7 separate regions of the Mus musculus genome follow, and regions 1, 2, 3, 5, 6 and 7 are each linked to region 4. The links are chromatin contacts, called in public ChIA-PET, Hi-C, HiChIP or PLAC-seq and promoter capture Hi-C maps. All regions are on one chromosome and are shown on one strand. Each heading gives the region's core, a stretch centred on a gene start, on an enhancer-like site or on the middle of the called end of the contact. The rest is flanking DNA. Distances are from core to core; before and after follow the strand shown.

Region 1 (3,712 bases), core at 184-2,683, 390 kb before region 4:
ACTTTCACGGAAGCACATTGTTACACATTCGATTTTCTTAGTAGCCCTGGTTGCTAACCACTCAGTGTGTTTAACTTGTTAATTTGTAAATTAAACTTTGTCCTGAGGATATATGCATAAAGAAAAGAACACAGCTTATATAATTGGGAATTGTAAGTGTTCTTGCTCAGTTCGAAGGGCACCCTGAAACACAGAAGTCCAGGAACCACCCCGCTCTGAGGGGAGGCCTCCTCAGCAGAGGCCTCGCAGTCCGGGGAGGGTATCCCCAGCTGAGCTGAGGAGCCCGGAGTCAGGAGCCTCAGCCCCGCTCCACCTCTTCAGTTCCTCCCATCTTTGTTGCTTCTTGGACTCTTCTGATGAGAGAGTCCCATCAGGCAGCAAATCTCATATTAAAAAAAAAAAAAAAAAAGATTTCTTACAGGGTCCAGGGCATGGAGGGATGAGTCCAGCAGGGAATTGAACAAAGGGCAGGGCTTTCCTAATGGAAGGGCGGGGGGGGGGGGGGGGGGGAGGCACCGTTTTCGCCACAGGATTTCTTAGGGGGCGGGGCTTTTCAGGGCAGAGATTTCCAGATCGAGAACTGGTTGGATTTCAAGTGCTGAGCTTTGGGATTGGTGGGTTTTGTGGAAAGCTCAGGGATCCGCGGTTTTCTTTTGACCCCCTTTTCCCTGTATCAGGCTCATGGGTGGGGATGGGAAGTCCTTCCCGGCCACAGGCCGATTTGGCTGAGGTGCTATCACTGCTAACCTCCTTGGGGAGGCTGCAGAGAAGGTGTTGCCACTGTAGACAGCTCCAGAGGTGGTATTTCACAAAGGCTGTAGGCTGAGGAGATACACTGCTTTGATAGGTGCCACCATTATGACAGATGCTGTCGTTTTGACAGCTGTGGTGGTATCTTATGGTGGCCTCAGGCTGGAGCCGCTGCTTTAACAGCTCTCCTGCTGCTCGGGGGTTACAGGGATCTCAAAATATATCGCTTTCTCTTTCCCCTGTTTTCTCCTCCCCATCTTTCCCTTTCCCTGCTCTGGTGACTGAACCCAGGGCTTTCAGCACACTAGGCAAACCCTCTGTCTCACTGTCACATGCCCTAGTCAAAGGCAAGACTCCTAACCCAGCTAAAGGGCAGGTTCAGAGCCAGGAACGATCGGTAATTAACTACGAAGAGATAAATATGCAGAAAAATATTATCATTCACCCTCACCTAGAAGAGGCCATCGGGCTGGGTGCGATCAACATCCAGCTACTTGAGGGGAAAAAGACTAGGGGCATGTGACAGTGAGACAGAGGATTTGCCTAGTGTGCTGAAAGCCCTGGACTTTCACCAGCGCGGGGAAAGAGGGAAAGATGGGGAGGAGAAAACAGGGGAAAGAGAGAGCGATATATTTTGAGATCCCATGTATGGGGGCTACCTGCCACCAGGGGGCAGATGAGGGCTGGTCCTGGAGATCGGCCACTGGAAGAGGGAGAGGAGATGTCTGTACCTCCTCTCCCCTCAGTGTGTGCTGGAAGATAGCAGTTACAGGCATCTCTTACCTCGTGTGCAGGCCTGCCCTGTCAAGAACTTCAAAACCAGAGGTCCTCAGAGGGCAGGCGCTGTGGTCTGGACGCTGGCTTTTCCAGCTGTGGAAGCTAGCTCATTCTCACAGGTGAGTGAGTTCCTCGCCAGTAGAGATCAGAGGAAATGAGACAACGTTGCTCAGGAACCCTTTATACCAGTGTTCTCAGCCTTCCTAAGACTGTGGCCCTTTCCGCGTTCGCACCAAGACCGTGAAGAAGGCTGCCCGGATCATCATCGAGAAGTACTACACGCGTCTGGGTAATGACTTCCACACCAACAAGCGCGTGTGCGAGGAGATCGCCATTATCCCCAGCAAGAAGCTTCGGAACGAGATAGCCGGATACGTCACGCATCTGATGAAGCGGATTCAGAGAGGTCCTGTGAGAGGCATCTCTATTAAGTTGCAGGAAGGAGAGAGAGAGAGGAGAGATAATTACGTTCCTGAGGTCTCAGCCCTAGATCAGGAGATCATTGAGGTGGATCCCGACACCAAGGAGATGCTGAAGCTTCTGGACTTTGGCAGTCTCTCTAACCTTCAGGTCACTCAGCCTACAGTTGGCATGAATTTCAAAACACGTGGAGCTGTTTAATCTGTTATGCCATATTTTCAATAAACCTGAAAACAAGAAAAAAAAAAAGACTGTGGCCCTTTAATACAGTTCCTCACGTTGTGGTGACCCCAACCATAAAATTGTTTTTATTGCTACTTCATAACTGTAATTTTTCTACTGTTATGAATCATAATGTAAATATCTGTGTCTTAGGCAGTTCCTATGAAAGTTTGACCCCCAGGGGGTCACGACCCATGGTTAAGAACCACTATCTTATACTCAAACATCACCCAGAAGAACCTCCAAGAGGATTTTTCTGTCTATGTGGGTTGTACCTCTGAACATTTACCAATTTAGGAGTGAAAACTAAGAATCTAGAAGATGGTTACTTCTTATAATAATAAAACCACTACACGTGGGTTTATTTAGAAAAATATAGTTTGTGAAACAAAAAAAAATGTTAAGTATGGTACTATTTTACATTTCTGCCATTTATTTGTTTGTTTGTTTGTTTTTACTGTTTAGCTCAATGAAAGACAGATGGAGTCTCCTGTTTGCTTCTGCATTTGTGTCTGCTGTAATATCGACTGCATTTCCCAAAGCACTTAGCTTTCTTCCCATAAGGGGAACACAAGAGTGGAGAGAGTAAGTGCATCTTTTTATGAAATAGTTTTGACCTCACACACCTTTGCCCCTTTTTCTATTAAGTGGATTGTAAAGGGCACCCAGTATTATTTCTGGATAAGAACTGAAATGCTGTTTTATATGGGAAAGGGGTACAATTAGTGGAGACTTAGGACCAAGGGCTGAGAGCCAGCCTGCCCTGAAGTTTAACCACCATGAGAAATGTAGCCTACATAGCCGGGGTGCTAGATAGCAGGGTAGGGAGTAGACTCGGGGGTGCAGGTCAAGGACGGGTCCTTGTACACTGTGAGTGCGGGAATACTTTCAGAGTCTTGAGCAGCAGCTGCTGCACATGAGGAGAATAAGTCCTTTGGGCAAGTTTTGTTTGTATGTATGATCCAGCTAATTTGCTGTGTTCATTTTAGTTTGTCACTCTAAACCAAACACCATGAAGGAGAAAGCATTTATTTTGGCTCACAGTTTCAGAGGGTTCAGTCCATAGTCCTTGGCTTTGCTGATTCTAGCTTGTCATAAGACAGAACATCATGGTGACAGGAGGAGGAAGAGGAAAACACAGTTGGGGAAGGAGAAGAACAGAAGAGACCCTGAACCAGAGTAAGCCAACAGAAAGAATGCAATCTTCCTGTGACATCTTCTTCTACTGAGGCCCCACCTCCTAAAATTTCTATCACTTCACACGACAGCACCACCAACTAAAAACCACGCATTCAACGCATGAGCCTATAGGGAGTGTTTCAGGTGCAGTTCATAGTGGAACCCACTTGGGTTCTCATCAATCAAAAGTATTCTGAAATAGTGTCCCCCACCCGTCATCTCCCCATCCCAAGGTCCACTCAGTCTCTCTGTGCTGAACACACAGGTCAGCATTAAAAGGAAGTGTGTGCCAAGCATGGTGGTGCCGAGGGAGGACAAGAGGGCCCACCTTGGGCTGGATCAAGACAGAATTGCAAAGGGAGGA
Region 2 (3,846 bases), core at 309-2,808, 500 kb before region 4:
GACTCCTCGTTCAGACGAACCTGGTTACATTAGTAAACGCCTGCAGACTAATGTTTTCCCATCTGTGAACTTTGGATTAGTTCAAATGGAGAGGTGAAGCTTTGAAAACTACACTCTATCATCCCAGGGGATGAAATACAACTCCTGAGTGGAGAAAAAAAAAAAAAAAAAAAAAAAAAAAACAAGCAAAGAAAGGTGTGTGTATCTCAACTCTCTGGATCTCCCCGCTTTCTACAAAGAAATAACGCTAGGCCCCATGATCCTGACCAAGAACGTCCACAACCTGTCCTAAGCCTGAGAGGCAGTCACGTAGCTGGGCAACGGGCTCCACATAACTAACTCCAGTTTTATTATTCTTGGACACATCCATAATTCTGCTGAAAATTGCCAACTTCCTTCCAGACCAAAGGCTGAATCAGAGAAAACCTCAGACTACAAGCTGGATAGCTCCTCTGGTGAAAGTCACTCAATGTCCTGGAAGCTTTGGGGTGATGTAGGGGAGAAAACAGGAACAATTAAAAAAACGAAACAAAACAAACAAACAAAACTGAGAGAGCCCAGTGTAAGGAGTAAAGCACAACTGAGAAGGTATACACTTAACATCCCACCTAACGGAAAATCGGTTCCAGCAAAAAGCTGTGGCCTCCAGTCTTTAAAGGTGTGGCCAGCACGTAGCCCAGACGTAAATATGAAATTTAGTGTTAAGGGCCAACAGTAACTGAATTAACTCTAGGTGATATGAGTGCACGTGGCGTCTCCCGCCGTGCCTTTGGCGGGGTGGAGAGCAGTACCTGAGTAAATCGAGGAAAGAGTCCACTGTCTCTTTGGAGACCGGAGGAGGCCCTGAGTTCTCCAGCCCCAGGCTGCTGGACTGGAGGGTCTGCGCGCCCGCCCCTGGCTTGATGATGAACGCCAGAGCAACGGCGAGAGCCGAGGCGCTCAGCGTGGTGAGGCCGAAGTAAGCAACAGCGATGCCACCCAGACGCCCGAGGGAGCTGGCATCCAGGGAGGCGGCTCCCGACACCAGGCTGCAAACCACCAGCGGCAGGATGATCATGCGCAGCATGCGGAGCAGCATCTCGCCCGGGAAGGCCAGGTAAGTGATCTGGGTGCGGGTGAGCTGCAGCCCCCTCAGCGCCGCGCCCATGCCGGCACCCACCAACACTCCCGACACGGTGAGCAGCACCAGCGCGTGGCGCCGAAAAAAGCTAGCACAGCGCTGCGATTTGCCCATCGCCGTCTCGGGCGTTCGGGGCCCGGCCGCAGGCTCTGCCTGGGTGCCGTCGAGGTAGCCGTTGGTCTCGCCGCTCTTCTCCATGTCGTTGCCCACCGCTCTAAGCGGTAACACTCAAGGAACTTGGAGAAAAGACCGGTTTCGAATGAATGGATCAGGCGGAGACAGTGGCCTGTGCCAGCTGCGGCTTCCGAGCTCTGTGAGTCCCTACAGGAACACTTTTCAGAAAGATAAAAGAGAGACGTGGGTTGTGGGTTGGAGCCCAGGCAGAGCAGACCGCGCCGCGCCCAGCCTTCTTTCAGAGCCGCTGCAGGCTGGAGATGATGCAACGCAGGAGGCACGCTGGAGGCTGCAGCCTAGGAAGGAGGGCGGGGCTTGAGCTCGCCCCGCCCATGTAGGCGCACCTCCGATGTTACGACCAATTAGAACCCTGAATATCCGTTCCCCACCTCCCTGACGTTTCCCAGGTCCCGCCCTTCTCCCACCCTCCGGGAGGCACAGCAAAGAGAGTGAGAGACAGGCAGGCTGGGCTCTCCCGACGGGGCGTGAGGCCATCGGCCAATCCTGTCTCCTGGCAGCTTTCAGTCCTACTGTCCAGGCCTCGGGGAGAGAGGGAGGGGAGCGTCTGGAACGCCTCGGCAGTTCTTCTCCTCAGCTGGTGGAGGAGGGGAGCCCTCGGAGGTTGGTGCCCGCCCTCCGCTAGGGAGTCCGGAACGACCCAACCTCCATCCTGCGGGAAATCCTTTCTTCTAAGGGCTCTGTAGGCTTTCCTGGTACAGAGACAAAGGAGTGGGTGGATGGGGGAAAGTCTCATTGCGTGCACGTACAAGACTCTAGCAGAGCTTTACCCTTAGGTGACCAGCGAGTCCGGGTGGCACTATGCACAGTGCCAAGGGTGAGCCACTGCGTGCACTAGCGCCCTCTGGGGCGAGTCCATTGGACTCTGGGGAGAAGCCTGGTGTGTGCAGGCTGAAGACGTAAAACTCTCCCAGAGAAACAGAGCTCTAACGCCACCACTTTCGGTGGCGTGTCTGCCATGTAACTTAAGCTGAAACACAAGCGGGATTTTAACCACCCCCTTCCGGGTCTCCAGACTTGGCACGCCAACAGTTCAGTCAAGTGTTTGGCCAGTCTGAAAGATGGTTCAATGGATTTTTTAAAAATGCCATTTATTTACTATCTTCCCGGGCCACAGCAGATAAAAAGGGAAACCTTGGCAGTCGTTTATTGTGTTATTTATTTATTTATTTATTTATTTTTCCCTATTCTGCTTTTGAAAAGAACTACCTCCCCAGACCTCCAAGAAAGCCCTAGTTAGGTGTAGCTGAGTTAAAGAGGAAGACAATGTGAAGTAAAGTAATTTTGAAGTATACCATAACAGAAACCTGTGCAAATCAATATGTCCTGTCGAGGTGTAAAACGTCCAATTGTTGAGACAGCAAAGAGTTCCTTACATGAAGCCATTTAGCTGTCATGTACAGCTTGTTGAAATAGGAGCTTATTGGTGGGAGGGAGGTGTGTTCATTAGATGAGGACCTATACATATTTTTATCTTGTTTCCCAGAACATGGTTTACCTCTCTGTGCAAGGATGGATGATTCCTACAGACCCATGTTCCTCATTTCCAGGTAGCTCTGCCTCCTTTTTCCTAAGCTGCTGCTTTTATGCAAAAGACTGAAGTCATGTTCCAGAAGTGGGTTTCCAATTGCCTGCTTTACAGCTCCACCCAGACATTCTGCAGCATCTCAGCTCAGCATATTCCGAATCAGATTTGTGATTGTCTCCTCCAGCCTGTTACTGCTATCATTATGATCTGCCTCTGTGAACCTTCATGTTTAAGTTTTCTCTAGTCTGATCTGTTGTTAAGCCCCATGACTCATGTTGAAATGTCCTTTCTCTCCTCTACTTCCACTAGCCATGCTGTTGACTGCATGCTAGTGCTTGACAAATTCTTCCTTTGTGGCCCAAGCAGGCCTTGAACTCAGAATCTCCCCTGCCTCTATGTAGAGATTTGGTTTGTTGCTATGTATTGTAATGCTAAATACTGGCCCTTGTTGCCTAGGGGACTAGAAGATCCTCACAGTACATCAACGTGATACTATGTAACCTTGCCCCTCAAGTTATCCCTGATTGGTCAATAAAGATGCAGACAGCCTATAGCTGGGCAGAAGAGAGGCAGGTGAGGTTTCAGTTCCTGGGCTTGGGGTCTGAGGCAGGACCATGAGAGGGAGGAAAGAAGGTGGAGAGAGGAGACACCAGGGGATAGGTAAATCATGAAAACATGGCCATAAAGGCTAGCCAGTTCAAGTAAGAGCAGCCTAGGCAGAACGTGGCAAGTTATATCTCGGGGTCATTGATAGGGAAGTAGGCAAAATAGCTTAGAGGGGCGACATCTGCCCAGCTCTAGTGCTTTAAAGGCTTCTTTTTTTTTTTTTTTTTTTTTTTGGGTGCAGCGAACTTTATTGATGGTATTCAAGAGAGTAGGGAGGGCTCCCTAGGCCCCTCCTGTTATTATGGGGGTCTGGGATGGAAATTGTGAGGGAGATGCTCAGTGTTGGGGGCCGAGTTGGGATAGGGCCTCTCTTGCTCAGTGTCCTTGCTGGGGTGGGTGG
Region 3 (3,689 bases), core at 865-3,364, 430 kb before region 4:
TGTAACTCCTTCCATGGGTGTTCTGTTCCCAATTCTAAGAAGGGGCAAAGTGTCCACACTTTGCTCTTCATTCTTCTTGAGTTTCATGTGTTTTACAAATTGTATCTTATATCTTGGGTATTCTAAGTTTCAGGTGGCAGTTATTAATCTTCATCAAGAAGCATTTTAAATACCTATTGTGGCTTTGGTCTGAATTGGGAGAAAGGTGTGCTAATGAGGGCCTGACAGTCAATGACAGGCACCCAGATCTCAGAATCATACCAATCTAAGACAGGGGTACATGCCAAGAGGCCGTGGCTGTTAATAATACACCACAGAGCCATGTTTTGTGTAAAATAAACACAAACAAGCTGCATGTATGCTCCCTTGACAGATAAGGATGAAATAGAGAAGATTTAATATTTTGTAAGATAGGCGGGGCCGCCAGCCACCATAACTCCTGGGCGGGACTATGGAGCATAAATAAATTTTATGCCTCAGTCTAGTTTTTTTTTTTTTTTAATATTATTTAAAGGGGAGAAAATGTAACCTCCTTCAGCCTAGATAGGCTGGTTCAGACTGTATGCCACTGAGGCAGGGCCACCTGCTGTGCTGCTTCTCATCACTCTCCTTTGATGTTACACTGCCTGCCACCTGCCCTGAGGCTGAACCAGTTCTCCAAGATTTTCTGGAGTTAGCTGCAAACTGTGAATTTGGCAAGTTTCTGCTAAAAGGCTGTTCTGACAACTTCACATCTCTACATCAAGAAACTTGGTGTGACTGGGGATGGGCTTCCCTCTTTATAAGCGCAGATTTTATTATTAAACATTTGAACCTTGAGCAGACTAGCTTGTCTTGGTTCCATTATTTCTCTACCCACCTAGATTCCCTCTTCTTTTTCAGCTCCGGTTGCCTCCCAGGCTTGAACCTGGACATGAGAGACACAGGCCGGCCCCAACATTAAAGGTCACATTCTGTGGACTTCTGACATTTTTGAAAACCAACCATCTATGTGAAGTAATCTAGACTGTTGTCTGTTAACTACTCTCAGCCATTTCTAATTAAAATAACTGGAAATACCCTAACAATAAACTCAATGACTAATATTCCCTACCTACTTCTGAACCTTTATCTCAGGTTAGTTGAATTCAAATCAATACGTTGGGTGCCATTTGTGTTGTGGTAAATCTCCAACCCAAATACGCCCCGGCAATGAAAACACAACACAGATAATATGATTATATGCTGGGTGCCTAGATTGGGCAGATCTATACACTACCCTCTTCCACATCTATGAGACCCCTTAGAACTTGCAGTTTCTCCAGCCATGTGCTTCTGCTCCACTTTTCTTCTTCTTCCTCTTCCTCCTCCTCCTCCTCTGCATCCTCTCCCTCTTCCATTTTTTCCTTCTTCTCCCTCCCTGTTCCTCTCCACCTTTCCTTTATCTGCCCAATCATCAGCTCTCCTTTATTTTACAAATTAAGGTGGGAAGCAGGTTTACAGGAAATCACCTGAGTGCTGACTCATTCCTTGTTTGCAGCCCCTCACAGGAGAATGGAATTAACATCAAATATAATTAGCCCCAGGACTATCCACAACATGTAGCCACAGAAGGAGCCAGAAAGTAAATGGCTTCTTTATAAAGGGAAGAAAATAAGGGGACAGGTTCCACTTAGGGTCTCATGCTGTGTTTATAATCTAAGTCTGAGGTGAGGTCCCCGCCCTCCCAGGTGAGGCTGAGGCTTACCTCATGAGGCTGAGCTACCCACCATCTAACCAGTATTGATGCTACATAGAGAGTCAAAGGATGCCCTGGCCTGGAAAAATTGACCTGGTTTAAATATTGGCAGGAATGAGCTGGGATCTCACTGAGGCTGCCTTCCCTTGAGTTACCCATGACCTGGCGGGTGATAAAGGTCTTGCGAGTGCTTTGTGTGGCTTCCGTGCACGTAGCAGGCAGGACCAATATTTGCTTTCTGATCCCGAAAGTGAGGCGCTGCTGGGACTTTCTGATGCTGCTCAGTCAGCATCTGCTGCGAAATACCCACAAGAAGGTTCTGGGCTCTGGGCCCTGGGCCCTGGTGAGCACTCACTGGCTGAAGCTTGGATGCTCTGTGTTCTTTCCGGAAACACACACATACACACACAAGAGCAGTTGGGACGTTGGGACAGCGCTGGCTTTGTAACTAGGCACTGCAGCCAGATCACAGAGGCAGCCGCCACTTGAAAGGTTTCGAGAACAAAATCAATACAGGCCCTGCTAGCCAAGATCCCACACCAAGCTTCAGCTGTTTGTTGGCACTGACATGGAAATAGTGGAAGCCCGGGCTCGAGCTGCCTCTGGGGGAAGGGCCAGCTGCCGGTAGCACCTGTGTGGTAGCCCCTCAGCAGAGCCCCAAGAATGGAATCTTAGCTCTCAGACTGAGCTCAATGACCTGAAGAGGTCTTATCTCTCAGACTGAGGCCTGGAGAGGAACTAACAGAAAAGCACACCCAGGCTTGCTTCCTACAGTGCAGATGAAGTGTCACAGGTGTGCATATGAAGTTACTGATCTGCAACCCAAGTGGGGAAGGTCATGTGACCTGCCCAAGGTCACCCACTTGGTAAAGTCAAAAGTCAGATTCCAACCCACGCTGCCCTCTTACAGAGCTCAGTGTCTTTCCACGTGGCCACACCGCCTACTCTCTGGAGCATGGTTTACAGTATCACAGCAAAGTAAGCACACCCTATCGTCCCAAAATACAGACTTAAAACACTCTGCCGGAAAGGTGTGTGACACTCACTTGGAATCCTAACTACTTGAGAAGCTGAGGCAGGAGCATTAAAGGTTTAAGGCCTGCCTGAGCAATTCAGTGAGACTCTATCTCAAAATAGAAATGAGAAAGCGGACACAGGGACGGTTTAGTTGGCAGAGGACTTGCCTAGCATGTGTGAGACCTTTAGTTCATTTACTAGTGCTGCAAACTATAAAATAAGGTAATTGCTTTATTGGTCCAATTTCCTTTCTCACCTTGGAAAGCTGCCATTGGCTCTGTGTCCTGGCTACAGTCCCTACGGAGGCTTTTCAAGCTTCCCCACAATTCACAGATCATCTGAGACCCTCAAGTCTGGGGTGAGTTTGCCCCTCATTTCTTCTAGCAGAATGACCATGACCCCTAGGGAGAACCTAAGAAGACAGGGAGACAGCTACAAGGTGAAGCTTTCCCTTCACAGTTGCCACCTGAATGACTGAAACCCAGTCTAATTGCTTCTGAGACCCTGGTCTCAGGGATAACAGGATCGTTGTGTGTCCTTGAAAATAGAGGGCTGGTTTTAAATTCCTTGGCATTGTACATTGGCAATTAAATCATACTTCTCCATGTTTTTGACGACTGTAGAAAAGAGGCAGCTGCAGATCTTAGGAATAATATAGTCTTGTTTCTGGGAAAATAAAATACATGTATACATTCATGTATCACGTTAGAAAATAGCCTGAAGGAGCACTCCACACTGCCGGCAGAGAGTTCCAAGGCAGCTCAAAGCACCAAGCTGTGCCTGTGGAAAAGCCTTCACATTTACCTCTCCTTCCTATACTATTTGATGTTTCTGTAACAATGTGAAGTGATTTTATGTGTCTTTATTTACACAGAGTAAAGTTCAGTCTCTTTGGTGCCTGGTTCTACATGTTTTGACAAATGTGTAGAGAGATTGTGTGCTCACCACCAAATCA
Region 4 (3,685 bases), core at 413-2,912:
GCTAAAAAGAAAACAGTGTCACTTAGCCAGGAGTCAGATGTAACATTTTAACTTGACCCAGTTCCTCCTCCAGTGGGTTCATCGGCTTTTAATGGGCTGCTACTGTTTACACAGTTTAAACACAGACACTAAGGATTACACTCAAACCAATAGATTTTGTTACCTAAAGTAGGCTCTGGTGAAAACTCCAGTGGAACTGAAAATAATTACAACTGAAGACTTCAAATGCCTCAGGCCACCCTTGCATTAATCCATCTCAGAGTTCTCAAAAACAGCCACAGAACTTGACAAGGGAAACATCTTGTAAGTTTGGTTCTTATTTATTCTAACAGGTTTGGTTACGACTACCGTGTTTCAAAACCATAAAAAAAGAAGTCTTTTGGCCTTCTCAAGGGTCAAAGATTAACTGTAGGCCTATTTTTATCATCACTGATATAAATAGCTATCTGCAGAGATGATGGCTAGGATTGATACACATTCTTTTCATGGGAACATGGTACTTTCTTGGCACTCCTAACTAGTGACACTGTGCAAGTAGGGTAAGGGGAGGAGGCAGCCGCGGGACTCAGCAATGGCAGGGCTCTGCCCTTACCTTTCGGGGTTGAGATCTACGATGCCCATCACTAATACCTTCTTGCCTGGTCTCATGCCACCTTTAATGTGCCCACAAAATGGAACTATCTGCAAAGGAAGAGGGGAGAGACAGGATGTTTATGGGCTGTTAGAGACGAGCCAAACCCTCAGCCCTGAGAATCAGACCCATTAGAAAGCAAGGAAATGCACCAGAGGGGAAAAGGATAAAGGCAGAGACACGGAGCACATTGATTTACCAGTCGTGGGAAGTACACGTCGGCTTGAACTGGAGAACCCAAGGAGTTGTTTAAGTGCCCATCATCAAGTTTCTAAAAATAGAAGCACACAGATTGGCTTTCCACAGACCCTTGTTTATTAGGGAGTGAATGGAAGGATGAGGAATCAACACAAATCTGTAGTGATCCAGCAGCCCTCCACAGACACACATACATATGATGCCTCTTTATAGCCCATTAAATAACCGCGAAACAAAACCCGGCCTTTCCATCCGGTCTAAGCCTCTGATGATCCCCAGGCTCTTGAGACCGGATCAAATTCAAGGTCGCGGCCCACCCGGGAAGCAAAGCCCGTGTAGGTGGGCGGCAGGCCCCTCTCCAAGCACAAACGCTCCCGGAGTCTCTGCCCCCTGGCCTGTCCTCGGGGACGTGGCTGGAGTGCAGCGGCAGCGCTCGGCTTCTCTCCGGAGCCCCCGGCGCGGGACCGTTTCCAAAGGGGTAAATCCCGGACGCCGGGACCGCGGCCCCACACTAACCCACGTGCACGCACACGCGCCCAGCGCGCACCTGGCCGGCGCCCTCCTGCCCCGCGCCCGGGGCCCCCCGAGCTCGCACCCCGCGGCGGCTGACAGGTACCGCGCTTCCCGCGGCACCGCGGGTCCGTAGTCCTTGCCCCGGCCCTCTGAGCTACCCGCCTCGCGGGAGGCCGCTGCACTCACCACCACGGCGTCGCTGTCGGCCACCGACCCCGCCATGTTCCTGCAGCGAGCGCCGGGGACGCGGCGGCGGGCGCGGGTCCGAGCCGGGCGCGCGCACACACGGGCGCGCGTGCACGCCCCAGGCTGGCGCGGCCGCAGGCCCGGGAGGGGGAAGGGAGGCGGGCGGCGCGGAGATCGCGGCGGCGAGGGGATGACGGTGGCGAGGGCCGCAGTGCGTTGGCCTGGGGTGGCATTTAAAGGCGGCAGGGCTCGGCTCGGGAACCGAGAACCGGGAACAGGGCGGGGACGGGGCCCGGGAGCCGCGGCTTGCTAAGCGTGCCCTGCCCTACGGCCATTGGACCACGGCTGAAGGCCGGAGGGCGGTGGCCTGTCGGCGGGAAGGTGGGTGGGGCTGGGGAAAGGGGTGAAGGGAGGGCCCAGGTGGGCCAGGTGACAGGTGCTGGGGACACTCCTGGTCGGTACCCTACTCACTCACCTCCTTCCGCATCCTGGGGGACTGTGGGGGTGGATCAGGAGTGAGGTCGAGAGAAGGTGGAGGACTCCAAAGAGGAAGACCTGGTATGGCTTCTTTCAGAGAATTCCAACCTAGTGGGAGGAAAGATAGTTGCACTGTTTGGAGGAGAAGGAGAATGGAGGTCCAAGGCTTGTACATATTTGACCCTAAATAAAGAAGCAGCCAGGACTCTAGGGGGACAGTTTGCTGAGCGCCGACCAACCCTCTGTTCCCAGGGAAGCGCAGGCTAGTGTCGGGGTCCCGGAAGCATTCTTCAGCAGGTGCCCGGCCAAGCCGCAACTTGAAGTGGACACAGTTTCTGTCCTTAGCTATTTTACGTCACTTGCTTAGTTTGGGGTAATGGAGTCTCCAGTCCTTCTTTGTGTAATACTTCCTAGGGAATACACTCCTCTTTCACGCTAAGGCTCAGACTCCTGTAATGGTATCCTGACACTAGCATAATTATGTAACTTCTCAGATAAGGCTGTATCAACATACTCTCTATTAGGTGACATACTCGGCTTGCCCAATGCACTGTGTGAATCACCACACTAATAAGCAAGGAGCTTGAGCAAGTGAGCTGCTACAGTCCCAGAGGGGCCCTTTGGGGGACCTGGCGTCTCTGCAGCTTTTGTGTCCCTTTATGGACCAGTGCTAATCATGGTAATCTCTGTGGGACAGGGAACATGCCTGTAATCCACAGTCGGAGCCTTTGTGGAAGTGGTTCTCAGAATTAGAGACTGAAGAGTTGTCATTGTGGCTCCCATTTTGCTCCTGTTTACTCATCTGAGCTTGAGAATCACACCTATTAATTATTCTAACATACTAGGCAATTACAAGAAACTTGATATTTTAAAGTCATACTTTGATTCTCTGAATTTCTAAGAGTCAGCATAGGGAAAAAATCATTGAATTATTTGCTATTAGCTAAGCGTGGTACAATATATCATGGTTATTATAAAGGGCTGGTGTCTTGGGTCCAAATTTAGTTTCTTATTACTGATAGTAGCGTGCCTTAATTTCTTCATCAGACATGATAATAATTACTACGATGATCCTATCTTGAATTACTGTGAAGATTAATAAATTGGTTCACACACCTTCCCCAGAAGAACACTCAGCACATTCTAAGCAACAGTTTTGAGTGTCTGCTGTTGACCAAGAGCTGAGAATTAGCAGGGGCATTGCTGAAATTACATTGTAGCGAGGAGAGGCAGACATAAGCAAACTTGCAAGTATATAGGTAGTAAGACAGAAAAATAAGGCGGGGAGGAGGAGAGTGCAGGATGATGCTATTAAAGTAGGGTAGTCTGGGAAAGTGACATTGAGAATTCTGAAGGAGGGAGGGAGAAAGGGAGGGAGGAAGGGAGGGACAAAGGGAGGGCTGGCTCAACCTCCAGAAGAGGTTGCTGGCTCAGGAACTGTAAAGATAAAGTTTGCAAGATGGGACCTGTAGATTAATGCTGGACATGTGGAGCAGAAGTGAAGGCTGAGGTCTTGGAGACACCTTTTACTTGAAGGGAACAGAAAGACACTGGAAGTTTCTGAGCCAGGGAGAGGAGGTTTGGTTTTGGAGGTTCTGGGGAGCAAACCCATGGCCTTGTATGTGCAGGGCAAGCATACTGGCACTGAGTCACATCATGGACCTGTACTCTCTGATGTTG
Region 5 (3,772 bases), core at 902-3,401, 500 kb after region 4:
TATCGAGCAAGCCAGAATTGTAGAAACTAGCATAGATATCTCCATGCCCTGGAGGGTACCAAGCTTCAGTATTTTCCCCTGAATAAGACACATCCTTTGCTATAGGAAGTAGAGATTCCTTATTGATCCTCGGGTACCTGTAAAAACAAAACAAGAATGTTATTACACTGGTTCTGTAGCATACCCTAATCCTTCAAGTAAAACAATACACTAAAATTAAATAAGGGCTGGAGAGACAGATCAGTGGTTAGGAGCATGTTCAGTGTCCAGTATCCACATCAAATGGCTCACAAGCTCTGTAAACCCAGTTTCAGGGCGTTTGACACCCTCCCCTAGCTTCCTTGGGCTCCTGCACTAATGTGCACATACCTACACATAGATAATACACAGATACACATAACTAACAAGAAAACAAAATATTTTTAAAATATTAAATAAGTCATCCCTCTGTTTCAGAGGTTGTCCATAGAGATTAGATATTAAATAAAACATCCCTCTATTTCAAAAACTGTCATTATTATTAAACACAACAACCTGTCTTCTAGATAGTCATTCAGGAGAAGGTTCCTGTGGCCATGCAGAAGAGAATACACTTCATATTTTAACATTGTTTTTTACAGCTCTCTAGGAGGAAAGACTCGGTAAGTCAACGGTTTTTAAACCTCTCTGGTGTGGGATGTTTCTTGTGCCTGAGACTCTACCTGAGGAGACCTGCCCACTCTTAGATGCATTTGGGATGCTTCCCTCCATTTTGCATGCATGTCTGTGCATGGGTGAGAGTTGACAAAGTAAAGGGAAGCAGGAAAGAGCTCATACGCACACAGACAGCCTTCTAGGAGTCAGGCAACAAACACTATGATGCTGGAGTGGGGGCAAATTTTAAAATACCAACAAACTAATGATCCAACTTTAGATATACCATTTCCAACAATTTCCAAAAAGTTTCTGTAGGCTGCTGTCTACCCCTAAATAGAAAGCCTGTTCCCCAAGTCACCCGAATTCCTTTCTACTCACTACCCCCCACCCACCCCAGAGTAGATGCTTCTCTCCAAAGCTTACTTAATTTCCACAGAGCTATCTATTCAGGGTGAAGAACCTTCCTCCCATAGGAAAGGCTTTCAGTACTGTGGTTTGCAGGAAGTCATCTACCTAACCAGAGACCTTAACATGCAAAGGCTTTTTATAAACTGTCCTGAAATATTTGGGACTTAGAATAAGATCTCAAGCAGATTCTCTGAGGAGTAGAAATTATAAAACCAAAGTTTATAACCATCACCTATTGATAAGCCTGTATTTAGCTTTAAGGACATCAGTTCTTGCATGACTTGACCTTGGGCTGCAATGAGGAACCATGTTTGCACCAAAGAATGGAACTCCGTGGAGCCACAATCCCACCAGCTAATTATTTTTATTTCTGGTACCTGCTTTGATTGAAGGTGTAGATTTTCACACGACAGTGATTGTACTTCTGGAGTATTTTTTTGGTATCTTCATCCGTGTTAAAAGAATTCATTAAAACGAGAGGAACATCTGTATTATAGGTTTTGTTCAAATGCTAAAGAGGAGAACGACAATCAGGTCATCCAGACTCACATTCTCTGACTTAATACATAAAACCACTCTTGAATGGTTAATCATAAAACGTTTAAAACCTGACCTCTAGTGCTCTCTGGATTTATATTTACATATATATACATACATTTTACATGGCTATGTAGCTAAGCAATTTATCATGAACTCATTCGGTAAACCATGACCCTTTGAAAGAGAGCCACTGTCTTCATTTCATGGCTAACTTAGCTGAGGCGCAGATTCAGTTGCCCAGGGCAATCCCTACTGGAGCTGAGCATGTAGTCAGCAGTCCTCTATGGCCTAAAGGTAGACAAGTGCTGGCTATGCATCTGCTCTTGTCTTCCAGCTCTGTGGAGATGAGGATACAAAGTTACAAAGTCACGGTTTCCTCTTCTCAGGCATTTCAAACTCAGCAGTAGCACTTCAATCTTCTCAGTTTCTCAAAAGAGCTAAGGCAATAAGTCGGAGAAGATGGCGCTTAGCTTTCAGTTTTGGTTTTACTTTATTACTTAGAGCTTATTGCCCATCCTCATGCATAAAATGGGGAGAGCAGTACTTGTGAATTGCTGAGAGGAACAAATGAGTCATTTTGGGGAAGGCACTTAGAAAACCTGGTACACAGTAAATGCTGGATACATGTTAGCTGCCACTGCTGCTATTATGATTGGTAGCTGTCAGCACCACATCAGGCAAAGGAAGAAGACATGCAAAAGACATGGGACCTCTGTCCCATGAGGTCGACAATTGATAACTTTGTCAAAGAAGGAAGCCAAGAACAGTTCTTAGCATCCATGCCGTCCAACCAGACGAGGATGAGAACACCCTCTACAGCCTCTCAAAACGGATTAAGCCAGAAAAGCGCAGGGTCAGGAAGGCTGCAGTACAAAGTATTTACAGAGGGCTGAGCTTCTGCATCTTAAGAATACGTCCTTACAGTGTCCCAACCCCACACACTAACACGGAAACAAAATCGCAATCTGTTAACTAGCACTAGCACTTTATAATGTAAACACTAAATCTACTTTCGTATCTTATGTGAAAGGTTACATGCTACTCACTTCAATTTGCTGAACAGTTAGATCCAAAAAGGTGTTCTCATTTCTTACACCAATCAGACTTTTAGGGCCTTTGCAGCCCATGCTGGTTCCCAAACCACCATTGAGTTTCACTACCACCAACTTGTTCAACACAGAAGATATGTTATCAGGCAAGCCTCTGGCTTTTATCTTTTCATAGGGTTGAATCTGAAAGAAAATATTAAATTAGAGATGGCAACTTCATAGCTTTGCAAGATAAAGCAAATCAATCTCAAGGTTACGTCTATGATCCCTTAAAACTTTTGGTCTCTCAAATATAAAGTCCCAACAAGTCCACACAGGCAGCTTCCCTTGCAGAGTTGTAGCTCAGTGGCTACTTAACTACAGTGGAAGTACAGTGCACAAACACTGGTCTGACTGGTATGAATGTCTAAATCTTGAATTACCTTAAGAAACTATTTCCAATTTTAATCAAAATATCAACTTGGTCAAGTCTACGTAGTTCAGGTGCATTATATTCTACTTCAATTCTGGAGAATAATATATATTAATTATACATTATTTCTCCTACATGGGAGGCAAAAAGCAACATGCACTTGTGTTTGTCGTCTTCAGTTGTAAGATGACCCTTGAGAGGCAAGCGGCACAGGCTTGCAGTCACAATTCTAGGTATGCACAGCACAGCTCCTTCCTCAAAAACGTAAGTGTAGGGTGTCATTTTATAAAACCTTGCACTGGAAAATTATACATCCTCGTTCTAAGAAACGCCCTGAGAAGGGAGCAGTGTGAAGGCTGGAGCTGGGGAAGCCAACCCTACCTCCTGTCTAGCACCCTAAGTCTGTGAGCAGAGTGCCCTAGTCCTGAATTTGTCCTTTAAGCACAGAAACGATGACATTTATAGGAAAGACCCATGTTTTTGCTGTTGTTCAAAGCAGAGTAAGAAATCTTACATCTTAGAGCAAGAATGAAAGCTTTATAAAAGAATTGCAGTATATTTGTGACATTTTTGTTATTTTGCTTTAATAGAATAAGCCCTCAAATGACCTCTTTAGTTCCATTATAGTATAAGACTAAAACATGTAAGCCAGCCACTGGTTACCCTGTGAACATTAGCTATTATCTGTTCTGTTATCTGCTAATGTGTACTCATGTGAGGTCATTTT
Region 6 (3,765 bases), core at 1,188-3,687, 410 kb after region 4:
CAGCTATTGGTTGTCAGCTTTTTATTAAGCCAATCAGAAGGTAAAGGAAGTGTATATTTACAAAATACTGAGGCATTTTATGATCCGTAAAAATAACCATAACAAAATTCAGCCAGTATTCAACTCTCTGTCTCTACAGAAATCACCATTTGAATGATACAAAGACAAGTTTTACACAGTGCACATTAAGATTACCTCAATGATGTTTCTGTGTAAACTTTTCTTGTTTTTACAAGAAATCAAAGATTTAAGAGGACTTTAAAGCCAGGTGGTGGTTGCACTTGGGAGGCAGAGGCAGGTGAATCTCCAGGTTTGAAGCTAGCCTGGGCTACAGAGTAAGATTCAGGACAGACAGGCTATACACTGCCTCAACAACCCCCTCCAAAAGGATTAAAAATCTTTTTTATAATTAGAAAACTTGTTAGTTTTTTCTAACTTGACATAAGCAAGAGTCATCTGGGAAGAAGGACGCCTGACTGAGGGATTGCCTTCACCTTGTGGCCTAAAGGCAAGTCTGTGAGACATTTCCTCCCTTAATGACTGATGTGCGAGAGCTGGGCTAACTATGGTGGTGCAAATGGTCCTGAGTGGGATAAAAAAGCAAGCAGAGCAAGCTCTGGGATAGAAGCCAGGCAGCAATAGTGTTCTCAGGTCTCTGTTTCCGGTTGACTCTTTGCTCTGACTTCCCTCAGTGACACTATGACCTCGGAGTTGAGAGAAGAAATAAACCCTTTTCTCTTCAAGTTGTTTTTGGTCTTGGTGTTTTACCACAGCAATGGAGAAGCAAACTAGAACATGTATTTATTATTTGTTGGATGTATTCTTACCCTCTTTATTGTAGAGTTTTTTTTTTTTTTTTCCTCTTTTCTTTTTGAGATAGTCTCACATTACCCAGGCAGGCCTTGAGTGTCCCATGTGGACTCTGAGGGTGGCTTTGAACTCCTGATCCTCAAGTCTCTACTCCAAAATGCTGGGATTACAGGACTGCTCCATTGTGCCTGGCTCCATTGTAAAGAGTTGAATTCAGAAAAATATAGCGCAGGACTTTTCTTTTGGCTAATCTTTTGTGTTTTCCTTTCTCTGTGTCCTTTCTGTCCTTCAACCATACCTTTTTTTTTTTTTCTTGTTTTTTTTTTTTTTTTTTTTTTTTAGACAGGGCTTCTCTGTGTAGCCCTGGCTGCCCTGGAACTCTGTAGACCAGGCTGGCCAGGCTGGCCTCAAAACTCAGAAATCTGCCTGCCTCTGCCTCCCAAGTGCTAGGATTAAAGGCATGCGCCACCACTGCCTGACCAACCATACCTTTTTGGTGAGTAAATTAACAAAAGCTGTTAGCAATTTTCAATGACTTACTAAGACCAAGACTTGCATCAGTTTCTTTTTCCAGTTAACTACTGAGTTACATTTTCACTTTTGCTTTGTAAAACAGACTTTTGAAATGCATGAAACTTATTTGTAGGCTAAACAGTTCCAAAATGGAATAAAATCTTCATAAAGTTAAGAAAGACCCTCAAGTAATTAAGACTTTTTTTCTTATTTTTCCAGACCTTGGTGGCTCTGAGTCTCAAGACTCCTGAATCAACCAAAGGTGATTGGAGACTTATAAACATATTGTAGTCTAAGACACCCTATCTTGCAGATGGTAATTTTACTAGTAAGATCACAATTCTCTCTGAACTCAGCCTAATTGGAAATGCTGTTAGGAATCACAAATAGATTTTAATAATAAGCACACACACCCAAGTTTTTCAGATTTTTAAAGGGCAGGGACAACTGACTTATGCGCCTGAGAAATGTGACAGGTGATTGGAAGCCAGGAACTGGGGGGACAGGGTAGCCTCAAAAGGCCTTAAGTGCTGGAGGCCAGTGGGGTATCTGGAGTTGACCTTTCACCTTTGAAAGGCATTAATTTTGGAGACGGAGCCATGTTTGTTTACTATGAGGGGCTGAGGGAGTCAGGGCAGGCGGAAGCTAGGGCTTTAGTGGGTGTAAGCGGCCGGGAGTCAGTTGGTCTGGGGGGCGAGGGGTCCGCTCCCGCCCGCTCGCCAGGGAAGGCGGAAGGCAACGCTCGGCTTCTTTGGACAACCTGGGCGGGGGGGGGGAACCGTGCGAGCTGGAGCGCAGATCCGAGACGACTCCTGCCTTTACGAGGACGACAGGGGGAGGCACGGGGCAGCCACGCGGGGTCGTCCCCGCTCTGGGGTCGCTAGCTCTGCGGCGGCCGCGCCAGGCCCTGTCGGAGCTGCGCGGCGACTCCCGGTCTGGCCGCGGCCCTCCCGCCCCGGCGACGCCGCGGTGGATTGTGGGCTGGGGGCTGCGGCGGCCTGGCGGCGGCGGCGGCCTGCTGCACGCTCTCCGCGGACCCAGCCGCGCCGGGCCGGTGGCGTGAGGCGGGCGGCGGCGTGGGGAGCTGAGGCGCCGGGGGCGGTGGTCGCGGCGCGGCGGCGGCTCCCCTGGAGGCCGGGGATGTGGGAGAGGCGGCGGCAGCAGCGGCGGAGGCGGCGCTGCGGACCCGGGGGAGACTGCTGGCTGACAGGACACCCGGGCGAGACGTGAGGGGCCCGCCGCGGCCGCTCTGCCCCCGAGCGGCGCTGGGCTCGAGAGGGCGGCCCTGTGCTCCCGGGCCCGCCGGCCAGCAGGCGCGGGGCGGAGGCGGGAACCGGGCTCGGACCCGGCGCGCAGGGCGGCGGCGGCCGCGGAGCAGCAGTCTCGGCGCGACGTGGAGGGATGGAGGCGGCGGTGCACTAGGCCTCGTCTGGGGCTGCCGCCCGGGACCGCAGGTAGGTGCCGGGCCCGCGCTTCGCGGCCACCCTCCCCCGACCCGGTGACCGGCGGGGCGGCGGGACCCCACCCCCTCCGTCTCCTCGGGGCTTGGAGCTGACAGAGTTTCGGAGCCGGTGACCGAGCCGAAGCTTCATCCTCCCCGCCACCACCACTTCCTTCTCGGCACTCCCAGGATCCGGGCCGGCAGCTGTGCCCCAGCCCCGGCCGGCGTCCGCAGGTGCCGCCCCAGTCCCCTCGCCCCTCTCCGGAATCCGGGACCAGCAACTTCCATCAGTCCTTGTAGACGCGGAGCCCAAACTTTCCCTGTCTCCTTTCAGCCAGGCCTGAACCCCTCTTGGAGCCTTCTAGAATAAAAACACCGCCCCCCCACCCCCCCGCCCGAGAATACTAAACCAAAGAAGAACTCGGCATTGTGCAGTTTTGCATTGTAGTTTAAATTATTTTATTTCTTTCAGTTTTGCTAACTGCTGTCTGCAGGGATACAAAGACAGGCCTTCCCTGTTCCCTGTGGGTTGTCTGGGAACTTTTGCCTGACCATTATAATTAGCTACTTGGCCTGTCCGTGTATGGCTTAGGGTGACTTTTTTTTTTTTTTTTTTAAAGAATTTTGGCCTATTAGAGTTACAAAGTGTTTCTTAAAATACCTTTTTAACCAAGTTTGGTTTTTGGTCCTTATAGAGACGTCTTTTACTTTCGAAGAATTAAATTGGGCTACTTCTGTTTTCTAATTGATTTAATTTCGGGTTCTCAAACTCAGGTCAGTCTTAATACATGTTCAGCGGGCAGGGGATATTATGATACGCTGTTTGTGGTATATGGAGAAGAAGGTGATAACTTATGCTGCAGGTCTTGATGGGCATTGAGTTTTATAAATGGGAGCTCTAATTGGAAAACTATTTGACTCCCTAGCAGTTTGGCTGGAACAGATGTAATGATAGGATATGTCTGACTGTATGTAGTACAGTGAGTTGGGTTTCCTAGAAG
Region 7 (3,714 bases), core at 123-2,622, 470 kb after region 4:
TAGAAAGTCTATACGTATTCATATGGGAATAAACCGTGGGGCAGGCACATTTCTGAGCATATTCACTGTAAAATACACATAACTGGGCATTCTCAGTTAAGGTTATAATTCAAGAGGAAAAGACTGCAGAAGGGAAGGCCCTGGACACACCAGTCTGCCCTGTAAAAGCAGAAGCGGGAAGGTTCTCTGGGTTTTTAGCCTCATGTGCATTTGCTCATTACTTAGAGTCCTGTCAGGAAGAGTTCCATTGCCTCACATCTTCATTCACTCCCCTCACTCTCCCCATTTGGTAGTCTTGTACATGTTGGCTGCTCGGAGTCTAGGTTGCAACTGTAGGAGTTTTAGTTTTGTCCTGGTTATTGGTAGGAGAACACCTTTCCGTGTACTTACTGTCCCTTTTGATAGCTTCTCCTGGCAAGTGTATAAAGAGGGTCTTTGCCTGTCTGCCCCCCCCTCCCTCCCTCTTCCTTTCTTAGTGATTTGCTGGAGTTGCTTGTGTAAGCACATGTCTGCTCTCCAACCATATTGCAAAATCATCTACCACTTTGTGAATTCCTACTTCATTCTCTAGTTAAGGTCTTTTTGGTTAAAAAAGGCTATTAATTTTAAATATGTCCCTTTGACAATTAGATTGACAGTTTCTCTGTAATTGTTTTGTATCATGCAAGATTTTCTTCCTTTTTTTCCTCCTATACCTAGATAATCCTTTAGCTCATTTAGCTAAAATGCCATCTTCCTTACTGTTCTGTATGTAGTACCACTGTTGCTATAAACCAGATACTCAGAGAAGTGTGTAGTCATTACAGTTCATTCCTTCGTTCGTTTGTTCTTTCTTTTTTTTTTTTTTTGTTTTTTTGTTTTTTTGAGACAGGGTTTCTCTGTGTGGCCCTGCCTGTCCTGGAACTCACTCTATAGACCAGACTGGTCTCGAACTCAGAAATCTCCTGCCTCTGCCTCCCGAGTGCTGGGATTAAAGGCGCCACCACCATGCCCGGCTATCATTACGTTTCTTATTCTGTGATAAAGCACCATGTTCACTGCAGTAGGAGAGAGTTGACCTGGCATGAGGGAGGCCCTAGCTTCACTCTCCATCTTGCTCTTGTTTTTTAGGAACATGGTCTAGAATTTGTACTTTTTACTGTCACTTCCACAGCAGAGGCTAGGATGTGACATATGACTCGCTCTGTAAAAGAGCTTGAGAACTAGAGTCTTTAGTTAGTTGTCTGTCTGTCAGTTAAAGATACTTGTGCAGCTAAAGCCGTTACTGTGGCAGGGGAGAGAAGTATTGAAAGCAGCTAGCAGCTTGCTGTGACATTTGACAGTCTTAAGCCTGCATCACAGTTGTTTATGTGGGTTTATTTCCTGTCCTCATTGTCTGTCACTTTAGAATCTTCTCTGGCATTCCTTCATTGCATGTTACCACAGGATGAAACATAGGCACTGTCTATGGTTCTGCTTATGTTCAGCTTATACACCAGTGCCTGAAAGCTTGCCACTCAACTCGGAGGTGACAGGGAAGTTAAAAGCAATTAAACTCAAAGAGCTTTTCTAAGGAAAAATTACAGCTAATTAAACAAGATCTAAGAACATTCACACTTTTGGTTAGGCCACTGCAGTATTTAAAAACTTTTTATTTACTGTTTTCTGTTTATGTCTTTGTGAGTTAGTAGCATATGGCTAAGGGTTCTAAATTCATTAGTGATTCTGTTACATGGCAAATTTTTAGTAATCCTTTAGAAAATAAGACCTCATTTCAGTAGGAAATTTGAACATCTAAATGAGCATTTTTTGGTTGGAATTGGCATTAGTACCAGACTGTTTTTATATAAATAAGTGTTTTGAGCATTGGAGAGGAAACTCAAGTCAGCAAAAAGAGTTTTACATCTGAACACAGGTCATACGTTGGATGTGGAGGTGTGCTCTTGAGATCGAAGTGCTGAACAGGCAGAGGCATGGAAATGACTAGCCAACTTGCCTAGCCAACTTGCCTAGCCTACTTGCTGAGCTAGTGTGAGGCTCTGTGTCATAAACGAGGTAAATGGTCCCTGAGGAAGGAAACCAAAGGTTGCGTTCTGGCTCCATTTGTACCCACTACATCTGTCCCGTCCCCCTAATCCCTGAAATTATGGAACAGAGGAAGTTTAATGAATTAGAGACCAATTCTAGATTTTGGTCTTTCTCTCTTACTATTGCAGCTGTGGGTTGATCATTTAAACTACTGAGGGCCACAGTCTACCTGACTCAGTAAAATTATACAAGACTGTTTTGAGAATACCTTAAGACTATTAACCCTGCTGTTATTCTAAGACACTAGTAAATAGGTTTAGCGATATAATTTTGAGGGATAATAAACTTTCTTCAATATCATAACCCAGTAATATAAATCAGAGCCTGCTAATAATAACTTTGAAAATTGTCTTATTCCATCGAAAGGGCTATAAATGACACAGGCACTTAACTTGGCTTATTATGATGCTAAAGAATTGTTGGCATAGAATAAGTGGCATTTATTTATTTATTTTATTTTATTTAGACAGGGTTTCTCAGTATAGCCCTGGCTGTCCTGGAACTTGCTTTGTATGCTAGGATGTCTTTGAACTCAGAGATCTGCCTACCTCTGCCTATTGAGTGCTGGGATTAAAGGTGCATGCTACCACTGCCAAGCTCTGTGGTCTTTATGCTTCTTGAATGGAAATATTTAGAAATAGAAAAATCTTGCATTTCCCCTCAAAATATAAACACAACTGTTTAATACAGCTTCCTTAAGGGCTCTGTCTTTCCAGTGCTAAGCACTAAGTTCAGTAAGTCCTCTGCCACTAAGTAACTTACACTCACAGGAAGAAAGAACCTACTTGCTATGAATGTCCTCCCTCCTCACTGGCCATCCCAGCTTGTTCCTCTCAGGGCATCACAGAGCTGCTCCTGCACAGCTGCCACCTCACCTCAGAACACATCTCTTCTGCTGTAATGGCTGCAGACTGCAGCTGCAGGGTGAGCTAAGTGGTAGGACTAGTACAGTAAAAAAGTTAGGCCTCTGAAATGTTACCTTGAGCACCATTAAAACTTATTAAAATGGACAATAGCTAGCCCAGAATTTTTTCCACAAATGTGAATTCTCTATCTTTGTCCTCCTCTTTGATACATCACATATGGAGAATACTGTGTTTCCTGATTAAATCTCATTGTCTCATCTTCAGAGTCAGTGAAGACATGAGGTTAACTGACTTGGAGCTAGGAAAACTAGCAAGTAACATCCAGGAGTTACTGTGTAATGCTTCAGATGTATGCCATGATCGAGCTGTCAAATTTCTCATGTCAAGAGCAAAGGTATTTTATTTTCATATAGTCTTGGAGATTCTTCTGTATATACAAAGTGTTACTTTAGAGATCTAAGTTATATGTAACTGTACCTATGTTCTGTCACAGTCTTATCCATCTTAACACTTGGAAAATTGATGGTATTATTGCTGTGGTCTTCTAAGGAGCTACTAAGATGTCAAATAATTAGAAAATAGAAATAGAAAATTATAAAACTATCCTTTTCCAATTATTTGTTTATTTAAAAGACTTAAAAATATAGCACCATAATAATTAATTTAAATCTAATATGCTGGTTTACCTACACACACAAACAAAAAGGTGTAACTTGAATATATTTGAGTTACTGTGTTACAAAGTGATGACCGGCTTTAGACATCTTCAGCTCTGTATGTT

The links. Hi-C and Micro-C count contacts between places; a contact is called where the count stands out from the background. ChIA-PET counts read pairs in DNA pulled down with a chosen protein or histone mark. HiChIP or PLAC-seq counts read pairs in DNA pulled down with a chosen protein or histone mark. Capture Hi-C pulls out chosen DNA fragments and counts their contacts.
Region 1: an H3K4me3 HiChIP or PLAC-seq map of forebrain shows a contact between it and region 4, with 4 times the contacts expected there. The contact joins the enhancer-like site here to the promoter of Lgalsl in region 4. A contact is called at or near these places in 7 of 39 promoter capture datasets (the 3T3-L1 cell line, the C10 cell line, the HPC-7 cell line and 4 more), 6 of 484 Hi-C or Micro-C datasets (embryonic stem cells, forebrain, ganglionic eminence and 3 more), 8 of 115 datasets of contacts at active chromatin or transcription factors (bone marrow-derived macrophages, embryonic forebrain, embryonic midbrain and 3 more) and 1 of 9 other capture datasets (liver).
Region 2: an HNF4G HiChIP or PLAC-seq map of pancreatic cancer cells shows a contact between it and region 4. The contact joins the promoter of Slc1a4 here to the promoter of Lgalsl in region 4. A contact is called at or near these places in 1 of 39 promoter capture datasets (the HPC-7 cell line), 1 of 484 Hi-C or Micro-C datasets (embryonic stem cells), 2 of 115 datasets of contacts at active chromatin or transcription factors (forebrain and pancreatic cancer cells) and 1 of 9 other capture datasets (liver).
Region 3: a Hi-C map of liver shows a contact between it and region 4, with 2.4 times the contacts expected there. The contact joins the enhancer-like site here to the promoter of Lgalsl in region 4. A contact is called at or near these places in 3 of 39 promoter capture datasets (the C10 cell line, the HPC-7 cell line and liver), 1 of 484 Hi-C or Micro-C datasets (liver) and 3 of 115 datasets of contacts at active chromatin or transcription factors (bone marrow-derived macrophages, embryonic midbrain and stem cell-derived neural progenitor cells).
Region 5: an RNA polymerase II ChIA-PET map of memory CD8 T cells shows a contact between it and region 4, with 6 read pairs. The contact joins the enhancer-like site here to the promoter of Lgalsl in region 4. A contact is called at or near these places in 6 of 39 promoter capture datasets (embryonic stem cells, hippocampal neurons, liver and 2 more), 1 of 484 Hi-C or Micro-C datasets (bone marrow-derived macrophages), 2 of 115 datasets of contacts at active chromatin or transcription factors (memory CD8 T cells and stem cell-derived neural progenitor cells) and 2 of 9 other capture datasets (adipose tissue and pancreatic islet).
Region 6: a promoter capture Hi-C map of adipose tissue shows a contact between it and region 4, with 5 times the contacts expected there. The contact joins the promoter of Vps54 here to the promoter of Lgalsl in region 4. A contact is called at or near these places in 6 of 39 promoter capture datasets (3T3-L1-derived adipocytes, cranial neural crest, frontonasal cranial neural crest and 3 more), 4 of 484 Hi-C or Micro-C datasets (bone marrow-derived macrophages, embryonic stem cells and nephron progenitors), 8 of 115 datasets of contacts at active chromatin or transcription factors (bone marrow-derived macrophages, effector CD8 T cells, embryonic forebrain and 5 more) and 2 of 9 other capture datasets (adipose tissue and liver).
Region 7: a contact with region 4 is called in an RNA polymerase II ChIA-PET map of memory CD8 T cells, with 39 read pairs. The contact joins the enhancer-like site here to the promoter of Lgalsl in region 4. A contact is called at or near these places in 13 of 39 promoter capture datasets (the 3T3-L1 cell line, 3T3-L1-derived adipocytes, the C10 cell line and 7 more), 6 of 115 datasets of contacts at active chromatin or transcription factors (bone marrow-derived macrophages, embryonic stem cells, forebrain and 2 more) and 1 of 9 other capture datasets (pancreatic islet).

What each region holds. Positions count from the first base shown.
Region 1 is chr11:20,444,663-20,448,374 of GRCm38.p6, forward strand. It overlaps the pseudogene Gm12034. Among named protein-coding and RNA genes, the nearest start is that of Gm39606, 6.6 kb to the right of the region's middle. Within about 2 kb of position 1,434, at least 35 of the 459 cell types and tissues checked have an H3K27ac peak or open chromatin away from gene starts, as enhancers often do. A contact at or near this core is called in bone marrow-derived macrophages and forebrain, where this site is marked.
Region 2 is chr11:20,331,155-20,335,000 of GRCm38.p6, forward strand. Slc1a4 (solute carrier family 1 (glutamate/neutral amino acid transporter), member 4) reads right to left here and starts at 1,559. Exons shown (of 8, transcript NM_018861.3): 1 at 792-1,559. The coding sequence starts at 1,318. It also overlaps the pseudogene Gm12033.
Region 3 is chr11:20,394,142-20,397,830 of GRCm38.p6, forward strand. No RefSeq gene overlaps it. Among named protein-coding and RNA genes, the nearest start is that of Gm39605, 16 kb to the left of the region's middle. Within about 2 kb of position 2,115, at least 55 of the 459 cell types and tissues checked have an H3K27ac peak or open chromatin away from gene starts, as enhancers often do. A contact at or near this core is called in liver, where this site is marked.
Region 4 is chr11:20,829,446-20,833,130 of GRCm38.p6, forward strand. Lgalsl (lectin, galactoside binding-like) reads right to left here and starts at 1,663. Exons shown (of 5, transcript NM_173752.4): 1 at 1,529-1,663; 2 at 831-902; 3 at 593-681; 4 at 1. The coding sequence starts at 1,564.
Region 5 is chr11:21,330,995-21,334,766 of GRCm38.p6, forward strand. It overlaps Ugp2 (UDP-glucose pyrophosphorylase 2), which reads right to left. Exons shown (of 10, transcript NM_139297.6): 4 at 2,631-2,816; 5 at 1,422-1,555; 6 at 1-137. Among named protein-coding and RNA genes, the nearest start is that of Mir1933, 12 kb to the right of the region's middle. Within about 2 kb of position 2,152, at least 16 of the 459 cell types and tissues checked have an H3K27ac peak or open chromatin away from gene starts, as enhancers often do. A contact at or near this core is called in memory CD8 T cells, where this site is marked.
Region 6 is chr11:21,236,595-21,240,359 of GRCm38.p6, forward strand. Vps54 (VPS54 GARP complex subunit) reads left to right here and starts at 2,438. Exons shown (of 23, transcript NM_139061.5): 1 at 2,438-2,777.
Region 7 is chr11:21,302,454-21,306,167 of GRCm38.p6, forward strand. It overlaps Vps54 (VPS54 GARP complex subunit), which reads left to right. Exons shown (of 23, transcript NM_139061.5): 13 at 3,198-3,327. Among named protein-coding and RNA genes, the nearest start is that of Mir1933, 40 kb to the right of the region's middle. Within about 2 kb of position 1,373, at least 17 of the 459 cell types and tissues checked have an H3K27ac peak or open chromatin away from gene starts, as enhancers often do. A contact at or near this core is called in memory CD8 T cells, where this site is marked.